Linked DNA regions of Mus musculus: region 1 is linked to region 2. Evidence: chromatin contacts called from public promoter capture Hi-C data. All regions are on one chromosome and are shown on one strand. The core of a region is the stretch at or near the end of the contact, and the rest is flanking DNA. Distances in the headings are between cores, read along the strand shown. Region 1 holds the start of Mmp15 (matrix metallopeptidase 15). Region 2 holds the start of Slc12a3 (solute carrier family 12, member 3).

Region 1 (4,783 bases), core at 993-3,492, 1.0 Mb before region 2:
AGTCCCCTCCAGCCACAGCCTAGGCACAGCCAAAATTGTACCCCAAGAGTCAATCTTAGCCAGGGACACCATGGTTTTCTTCTGCGGTGTGTGTATGTGTATACGTGGTGGTGGTGATAGACTGTGGGCACACTTGGCTGTACTGCCTCAGTTGGAGGAGGCTCCCTAAGCCTCAGCTCCTTGGCCATCCAGGAGGCCCATTCACAACCACCAGACTCCAGCTTGGTCTGTGTAGGCCACAAATTCTCAAAGGGGAATCAGTGACTTGAAATTCTTTGGCACCTTCTCTGGTGGTAGCACCTAGGTTACAGGCAAACAATTCCTACCAGCAGGAGCTCCCCCTGAAAGCCTCTGCCCCAAGGCATTGTGAATTGGGTTGGGTTCCCTGCAACTCTCTGATCTGATGAGAGGAAGGCAAGGCAGGTGGAGGATTGGAGGTGTAAACTGGCCCCCCCCAACCCAAGTTTTTATTAAAGTAAGATGGGGGAGGGAACAGACTTCCATTGGAAAAATCTCTCTCAGGCAGACTAGAAAACTGGGCAAGCCTTCGGGGCTGGGATGGAATAGTAGGCTGTCTGCAAACCATCGCTCCAGGCAGCCCAAGGGCACCAAGGCCCCAAGCCTACACAGAAGATGCAGACCCTGGCTCATCCTCTCTCCAGATTCCACACCTAGTCTCCTTTCTCCTAGAGCTGGAAAGAATGATCATTAAAAGTTCGATGGCACCCAGCGCGCTAGGGGCATACACTGGAGGGAGAGGTACCCATAGGGACTCTGAGCAGAGACCGCGCCTGGTCACTTGCAGGACCAATCCAGAGAGCAGCCAGCATATGGACGTCAGCCCGGCTTCCAGAGAAAAGAGGCGTGGAGTCTACCCAGTTTCACCCAGGCCTGGGCGTAGGGACGCTGGTGTGAAAAGTGTTTCAGAAGATAGGGCCTGTCCTTCAGACCCTGTCCCTGGAGTGGGAATGCTTCAGCCCCAAGAAGTCACCAAAGCACCTTTGCAATCCGTCATTAGCCTGGGAGATTCACACCCATCCCCCAACCACCCTGGCTAGCCCGGCGACGCACGATGTCAGCCAAAGGAGCTTCAGCCAAAGCGCGAGCGCTGCGGGGCTCTTGCTCCGCCTAAGCTCTCACTACCCGCAGCACCCCACCCCTCGTCACTCGTAAAGCCCACATTGCGCGGATCCGGCTCTCGAGGAATCGCGCGGGCTAAATGACTGGAGGCGAGGGATAGGGGCTGCGGAAGCGGCTGCAGGGACTCAAGCTAGGGCGGGTCAGTGCCCCGAGCGGCTTTCAGGGTGCACAGCAGCTGCGAGCTCTGTGCTCCCAGGGCTTTGGGAAGAGGCGCGCAGCAGAGCTCTGACCAGGGAGTGGCAGCCTGCCAGTCCCGCTTTTTCAATCAGGCTCTCCAGCCCAGATCGGTCCTCACCCCCTAAGGCCGGGTGCGTCTCCCCCCACCTGCAGGTCCCCGCTGCGGCGGGTGTGGTTCGCACTACATCCCTCGGGTTCTTACCTCCGCGGCGTACACTTCGGCGTCTTTAGACGCTGTACCATGGCCCAGACAGTCCAGAAGCACCAGTAGCAGCGGGAGCAGCGAAGCTCGGCTGCTGAGGCAGCTGCCAGTGCAGCCTGGACGTCCGAGTGCGCTCCGGTCGCTGCCCATGCTCCTAGGCAGTCAGCCCGGTCCTGAGCGCTGCACGCGGGGCTAGCTGGCTGGCCCGCACCGCGTCCTCGCACGCGGCTGGGAAACTTGCGACGCTCCCTGGCTCCCGGCCCCGCGGGCGCGCGGCGGACCTCCGGCTCCCGGTGCCTGCCTGAGGAGCTCAGGTCCCCTCTGCCAATTCCCAAACCGGGTGAGAAGCGGGCAGGGCAGGTCGGGGCACGCGGGGACTCGCCCGCTGGAGAAGGGGACCGGCCGAGCTGCACGCCGCAGAGTCTCGCAGCGTCGGCGCGGTGCGCCCTGGCCCCGGCCCCCGAGAGCAAGCAGAACTCCAGAGCCTTTGTCTGGCTCAGCGCTCCGGCCGCCCGGTCCCGCGGCGCCCCCTGCGCGCCCTGCACTCTCTGTCCATGCCCAAGGTCCTCCGCGCTGCCCAGAGTGCGCGCTTCCCTCTGGCGACTCCACTAGCTGCCGCGCCCAATCGGGCCTGGATCCCCAGGCAGTCCCGGGAGGGGCGCAGGGAACCGGCCCGACAGAGCGACGAGCCCGCCAGCCAGCTAGCCAGCGCCCGGCGTCCCCGGCGAGTTTGGCTCCGCAGCCCTACTCCCAGTGCGCGGCGGGAGCCGCGGTTCTTAAAGGGCCAGTGTGCTCCCTGTGCGCAAAGCCAGGCGGAGGCTGGGGGCGGGACCTAACCCGAGGCTTCTCAGTAGCAGGTGCCGCCTGCGGTGACCCGGCAGGTGGGTGACCCTACTCCATTTTTCCTGATGGCAGTAAACCTCTCCTAGCCTGCTTAGCTCCTATCTCTGGGGAGCAGGAGTGACCCATGACTCGACCCTATGCTGAGGGAGGGCGCAAGGAAGGCGAGATCTCCCTTGGAGGGAGGCGAGAGGACATTCAGATCAAAGTGGGACAGAAAAAGACTTGGGTAAGGACCTGAAGTACTGCTTTAAGCTTTTAAACATGGCAATAAAACTCTGGGGGTGGGGGGAAGTTGGAGGAGCAAGTAAGATGGCTCAGCAGGTAAAGGCCCTGGCCACTATCAAATTTGTCAAGTACGGCGAAAAACTTCGATCTCCAGGACCTACTTGGTGAACCGATAGAACCTGTGCCACCGTAGCGCTCGTTAGACCCTACACACCCACGCAAGTCCCAGAGCAGAGTGTCTTAGTCTCTTTAGTAAATTTCCCCAGTGGAGAAGTCTGGGATTAGGGCGCCTCTGGGGCGCCTCTAGTGCTGAATGCAACCTAGAGCGCACGCTTACAAGGCGTGTGAGTCTGCATCCTTACTCCCTGCCCAGTGGATAAGAGCAACTGACTAGATTTTTTTCTGAGTTTCAGTGTTGGGCTGAGGGTTCCGGTTCCTAGTGTGCACACATTTCGTTTCCAAGAAAAGTCCATTCCACTATATTTGGTCTCTGTGCCCGCGAGGCCCATCGGAACTCCGGGTGGAAGGGCAAACCTTCTGGGGAAGCTGGGGCTGGATTTTAATTTTTACTCCGGCGTGGACGCTAAGGTGATCGAAGGGCCACGGCAACTTCGTCCAACCCCAGGTCAGCCCTAGTGTCCTTAACTGGGGGAATTGGTATGCCACTTGAGAACCAGGGCAGAAGGCAGCACACTTTATCACCTCCCCACAGACTAGAGAAATGGTGTTTACCTTCCCTGAGGGTGGTCTTTCCTAGAGTTGACTCTCTGGATGCCTCCGACCCCTCTCACCTCTCAGAATCAGGAGACCTGGCAAAGGACCTTATGGCTGGTTTGAACCCACTCACCGGCTGAAGGAAAATAAAGCATACCCATTGCCTGGCCTACTAACAGCTCGAGGAAAGGAGATGGGGATTTAGAGAAGAGGTAGAGGCAGTCTCTCCCCTTCCCACTGGTGGACCTCTCTGTTGGGGGTCCCTCGCCGGGAAAACCAGCTGCTGAATTTTCTAATTAGAAATTTGATTTTGGGGCTGGTGAGATGGCTCAGTGGGTAAGAGCACCCGACTGCTCTTCCGAAGGTCCAGAGTTCAAATCCCAGCAACCACATGGTGGCTCACAACCATCTGTAACAAGATCTGACTCCCTCTTCTGGAGTGTCTGACAGCTACAGTGTACTTACATATAATAAATAAATCTTTAAAAAAAAAGAAAAAAAAAGAAATTTGATTTTGACAAATGTCTAGTGTCTGGTGAAAAACAGCCCCTTTTCTGTTCAGGTGTACTGCATCTGTTTGCCAAATTTATTCCCAACTTTTTTTTTTTTTTAAACTGAGTTTATGGGGCTAACTCGGAATAAGAAAAAAGAAAACCAATCTCACTCGAGTCGGCAAGATTTGAGAGACTATGATAAGTCAAATCTGATGCCCCCCCCCCATTGCCGGTTGTTCTAGCTGTAGGAAATGGATCCCACCCCCCCGTCCCTTTCCCCTCCCCACCTCAAAAAAGTTTTTCCCAGACAGTATTTCATTGTGTAGCCTTGCTGTCTTGGACTTCACTCTATAGACCAGGCTGCTCTCTGATTCACAGAGATCCACCTGCTTCGCCTCCCAGGATTAAAGCCGAATACCACACCCAGCAGCAGTGGAAATGGATCTTTATGTGAGAGATTCTTCAGAAAACTCTGGATTTCAAACCAGGTCTCTGGGTTCCCGGCCCAGGTCGACTTCACTGGAATCTGGAGCATTTTGTTTCCCATCTAGGTTTGCTTTCTTATTTGTAAGAGGAGGACCCAGATTCAGCGCTCTTAACCTTTGAGCCATCTCTCTAGCCCCCATTACCTGATTTTTTTTCCCCTATCAGTTTTAGAAGTATGTAGCTATGTGGTACACTCCCATTAGCTTTGCTGTCAGTAGCCCCTAGGATGAAAGGGTCATGGGAGAATAGGTGGCCTGTTTTTCAGACTTGGAGGCAGCTCAAAGGGACGGGAATGGGTTGGAGAGATGGCTCAGTGGTTAAGAGCATTTACCTATTCTTCAGAGGATGCAAGTTTGGTTCCAAGCACCCACATCAGGTAGGTCAGAATTACCCATGACTCTGGCTCTGGAAGAACATGACCCCCTCTTCTAGCCTCCACACATACCTGTGTAGATATGCACACCCCAAACCCATCCCTGATGGGGCTTGAAAGTGCAGAACA
Region 2 (5,030 bases), core at 1,430-3,929:
CTGCATCCAATGGTCTCTTCCACTCCACCCCACCCGTGGCTGCTGCCATCTGAGGGTGTGCTGGGAAGGAGCGGACCTAGCCTGGAGTCTCTACAGCCCAAGGGGTTGGGACCAGAATGCAAGCACTCGTGCATTCCCTTCTCCTTGAGGTGGCACTCACCGATGCCCGCCTGCGCCGTAATCCAGGGGAGTCGCAGGTAGAGGATCACTCCCCAGATGTTGAGCATGCAACGGATCTGGCAGGAGAGTGGGGTTAGAGGCTTCCTGAGGGCCAGGTGCCCAAAGCCAAAGCCTCGTGTGCTTGTTCCCAGGTCTAGGGGACACCTGATGTTTCTTGTGCTCTCCCTCCCATGGGATCAGACTGCCTGGCTTGGGGGTGAAAGGGGAGGACAATTTTTATCCCACCTCCTCCCACTCTGCCGTGGAGGCCTGGCCAGCCACTGCCTTGGGCAGCTTATTGACCCCGGGCATAGTATTCTGAAGGCATCAGCAAAAGCCAGGGGAAGCCAGCACCCCACGTAGAGCAGAAATCAAAGCTCAGGTTGCTTCCATATTAAAGGCAAAGCCAGAGGTCATCACTGGGGCTGAAATTCCAAATGGGAGGGTCCGACAAGGCCTTTGGCCCTGCCAACTACTAGGGCCAGGTAGGGACGTGTGACCTTCACACTCATGAGATTTCTGGGGCTCACATCTGCTGAGATGAAAATCAGGGTGTGCCTGGTTCTGGCTAACACAGATCAGGGGGGTGTCCCAACTCTGAATGTGGAGCCCCCGGGGAGGGGGTGAAGGCTCTGGTTCTGCTTTCTCCTGTACCCCATCCCCACATCTTTGTAGAACCCTATATTGTCTTTCAAAGTCAAGGGCATTGAGTCTTTACTTCCTGAAGGGTTACTTATGCTTCATACTACAGCTAACACTAGGCTGTACCATGGTATGCGATGGGAGAGGAGGGATTGTCGATGTGTATGTTAGTGCTGCCCTCTAGTGGCCATGTGGGGAATTTCTTCTAATAACCCCCTAGCAGGCATTGATCCAAGAACTCTCACACCTAACAACTATTTTAATGCTCAGTTTTACGGGTGAGGAAACTGAGGCAGGAGTAGCTAAGTAACTTTCCTAAGGCTACAACACTAGTGAGTAGCTAAGCAGAGATCTTCTTAGGATTGGGTCTTGGCCAAGAGCGCCCAAGAACTGTGGGAAGCCAAATACAATTAATTGGAGGCCACTGCTGATGGGGAAACTGAGGCCCAAACTGAGCTCCAGGTCTAAACTGCTCACTAGGGCCTGAGAGTCAAAGCTGAGGCTGAATGGGGCTCTACCCCCACCCTGTCTAGACATCAAGCTCCGGGCCACAGCCACTCACCATCACCCCCTTGACCCAGCCGAAGCGAACAGGTTCTCCAGGGCTCTTCTCACTGTTGGTGCCTGTCTCATCTTCCACAAGTCCATCAGTCAGCTCACGACCTTGCCGTCCATCAAAGGCCAGGGCATGCAGGTGGCTACCTTCCTGCTGGGGGCCCAGAGACCAATAGGAGTCAGGCAATGGGGGTTAGGGGCTGGGTGTCTGTATTCAGTCTTGCCTGCCCCACTTTGCCACACAGGCAGCCCTTGGACAGCTTCCTGGGTACAATGCTACTCGAAGCTTGGAGAAACACCAGAGAGAGCAAGCAAGCTGAGCATTCAGAATGCTTCTGCTCCGGGAGGCTCCTCCCCTCTAGGGCAGAGGGCTGGAGTCTGACAAGCCTGCAGTCTGAGAAGTGACACGGGATGGGAGGTGAAGCAGTATGTCACACGCCACACACCAGGTCTCTGACACAGAGAGTCTTGAACCCAGGCCTGGACTCCAGCATGGTCATCTTCTATTTCGTATTCCTACCAACCGCAGCCTACTCTGGGACCTTCATCCCAGTACCTATCTCAGCATCCCTATTCAAACAAGGGGTCTTGTTTGGTCCCTTCAGAGGGAAGCTTTGAAACACGGAAGAGTGTTAGAGGTTAGAACATCCAACTGTTGGTGAAACCGTGAGGTGACAGGGATTGGACCCTCCAGCCTCCCAGACAGCGAAGCCGATGAGCTAATATTTGAGAGGGCTCACCATGCTCCCTCCCTCCCTCTCACAGTCTCTCCCAGCGGTGTGCAACCTGCATTTGTATAAGCAGCAGGCTATGCTATCATTGTGCTGCCGGTGCCTGGACAATATGTATTACTTGTGCCCCCAAGCTTCATGGCACCTCTGTCCACTATTCATTTGGGTGTCTTGACCCTAGAGGAAGATGCCCAGTCATTTTCACAACACGAATGACAGAACATGTTGGGCAATCATGCCAACGTTACCCAGCCAGGAAGCGGCCAGTCTTTGAACTTCTGCTTACCTTGAGGAATGAATGCAGGTCAGCCAGGGTGGGCCGCACCTTCCGGGGCTCACCGGGCAGAGCGCTGTTAGCATAGTGTTCGTAGGCCGGCACCACGTCTATGGTGTTGTAACCGAAGGTGCGCATGTATAAGGTGCTGCCGTGTGTTAAGTGGCTGGGCTGGCTGCTGTCACAGGCAGCTGGTGGGGGCTCATCGCCTCCCATCAGTGTGCTGATGGTGAAGCGCCCACTGCACAGAGCATCGCCAGGCAGCTCTGTCACGGGGAGCTCTGCCATTATGGCTCTGGGTATCAAAGGAGGGGACAAGAGTGGGCAAGGGCACTGAGGGTGGCTTTATAGGCTGGGAGGAGGCGGGAGCTTGGTCCAGACCGCCCATGGCAAGTGAGCAGGGTCTCTGCCAGGGTGGGGGGCGGAGCCATAGCAACTGCTGTCCTGCCCCCATTTATCTGATCATTGACACAGGGGCCAATTTGGAGCAGGAGGGCTGGGCTAGAGCCAGGGCCACATCCCTGAGTCCTGCAGTAGCCCTTCTAAGCCTAGGGTAGCAGAGGTTCTGCAGCTAGGACCCAGGAAGCAGCAGACATGAGAGAGGACCCAGAGAAGGCCTGCTGCAAGGTGCCTACCTACACTGCAGGTTAACAGTCCTCGTGTTGGGCACAATGTATTTCTTTCATTTTATTTACTAGTTTGAATGGATGTCATCTTAGGACATGCATATAAAAAAAAAGGAAGTCTGCCTTCCGATCTCCATCCCTCACAGTCTCAGCGTCTTTCCTGATACATTTCAATATACATAAGCCATTGTGATTAGTGGCCTCAAGCCAGACCTGCAGCCACCTCTTGACTGACAAACCTTGAGAGCTTGGTGCTGGCCACTGGCCTCTAGGGTAAACAGGCACAGTGCAGCCTGACCTACACATTCACAGGCTGGCCTACGGGGCTGTAGTTTGGAGCCCAGAGCAACTGGTCTTTCCCTCCCTGGAGCCATGCATTGTTCCCATGAAGTAGGAGATCTGGTCAGCAAAGGCTCCTAAGCCATTGCAGGGGCATTGCCCTGGGGTATGAAAGACACTCTGGGTCTTGATGATGAACTAGTGGATGTTGGATGTGTCCTAAGAAAGCAATGGACTTGTAGCTGTGAGGGGTCCCAGAGTCAGCCCTTACATTAATGGCCCCACCCATAACTATCTTTCCCTAAGAGGCTGGGCGTTCAGTAATCCATGGCTGTGGGGCACAAAAGCCTGGCATCCTGCCCTGTCTCTGGAACCACCCAGTGTTTCCCTGAATCATCTGAGGCTTAGGGCTACCCTAAAGCCCGCTCCCTCTGCCCTCCCAGACACATGTCCTGAATTTGCTCTCAGTTACTTCCCAGTGAGGTGACCCAGCCCCTTACAAGAATAGGAGACGACGGTACATGCTTCTTGCTGCTTTATTGACTATAACAAAGATTTGGAATCGACCTTGACAATCAACAAATGAATGGGTAAAAAAAACTATGTATATGTATAAACCATGTATACATAAGTTATATAAGTATAAATTATATATATGCATGCTACTTGGCTATCAAGTTAAAATGTTTTCGGGAAAATGGACAGTCTCAGTATGAATATTAGGTGAGATCATACAACTTCAGAAATAAACCACACACTCTCCCTCCTGTGGAATCTAGCCAAAAATATATGTATGCATAAAAACAAAAGTACCCGTGGGTACAGTATAACATGAAGAAAGAGCATAAGAAAGGCTGAATATAAAGGAATGAGGAAGGATGGCACAAAGAGCAGGACACAGAAAGGGGACAAAAAGCTGATGTATTCCTAGTTCTAACTCCGTCACAGTTTTTTATTTTTTGATTTGGATGGTGGACAATTGCAAAAAATACATTTGACACTAAAGGTGTAAAATTTAACATGAAGCTCTATAGCTTCTGTTTCTATGCCAATTCTAACTGTATAGAAGTTCACTAAGTTGTACTGACCTTGGGTATGGTTAAATTTTGTTTGAATATTATTATTAACTTGCAAGATTTTTTTTTTCCAGACAGTAATAGTCCTGGCTGGCCTCTAATTCACTTTGTAGACCAGGCTGGCTTCGAACTCACAGAGATCCTTCTGCCTCTGTCTCCCAAGTACTGGGATTAAAGGCGTGTGCCACCACATGTGGCACAAGATTTTTTTTTAATGAAATTTAAAATAAGTTTATGGAATTTAAAATAAGATCTGAGGACTCTTGTCACTGTCCAACAGACCAGCCAGCACCCCATGCTGTGTGGCAGCAGGAGCCCAGGGACTCAGAGAAGCCATGGTGGAGCAAGGGCTCATGGGAAGCTACAGCTACAACAGACCAGACCAGCTGGGAGGTCAGCAGACAGCTGGAGGAGTGGACCACTGGAGAAGGGTCAAGGTGTTGTGGACAACCAGGGAAGGCTTCCTGGAGGAGGCCTTTTACCTGCTTTGTTCCTATGGAGACCTAGGGTGGGTGAAGGTCAGAGGGCTGCTGTCTACTCATGGTGGGACTCTGTTCAGGCTCAGGCTCCAGTATCTTCCAGAGGAAACTAGAGGAAAGCACTCCAGGCCCTACTTCTCAGAGTCTACCCATATCCCCTAGAGGACCTGCCCCAAGGCATCCAGGCCCTGCTACCTCCAACAGGAAAT

The links. Promoter capture Hi-C pulls out the DNA fragments that hold promoters and counts their contacts.
Region 1: a contact with region 2 is called in a promoter capture Hi-C map of stem cell-derived epiblast-like cells, with 2.8 times the contacts expected there. The contact joins the promoter of Mmp15 here to the promoter of Slc12a3 in region 2. A contact is called at or near these places in 3 of 39 promoter capture datasets (hematopoietic stem and progenitor cells, pre-B cells and stem cell-derived epiblast-like cells).

What each region holds. Positions count from the first base shown.
Region 1 is chr8:95,349,755-95,354,537 of GRCm38.p6, reverse strand. It overlaps Mmp15 (matrix metallopeptidase 15), which reads right to left and starts at 2,242. Exons shown (of 10, transcript NM_008609.4): 1 at 1,520-2,242. The coding sequence starts at 1,669.
Region 2 is chr8:94,326,857-94,331,886 of GRCm38.p6, reverse strand. Slc12a3 (solute carrier family 12, member 3) reads right to left here and starts at 2,679. Exons shown (of 25, transcript NM_001205311.1): 1 at 2,374-2,679; 2 at 1,364-1,510; 3 at 161-236. The coding sequence starts at 2,649. It also overlaps a transcript of Nup93 not described here.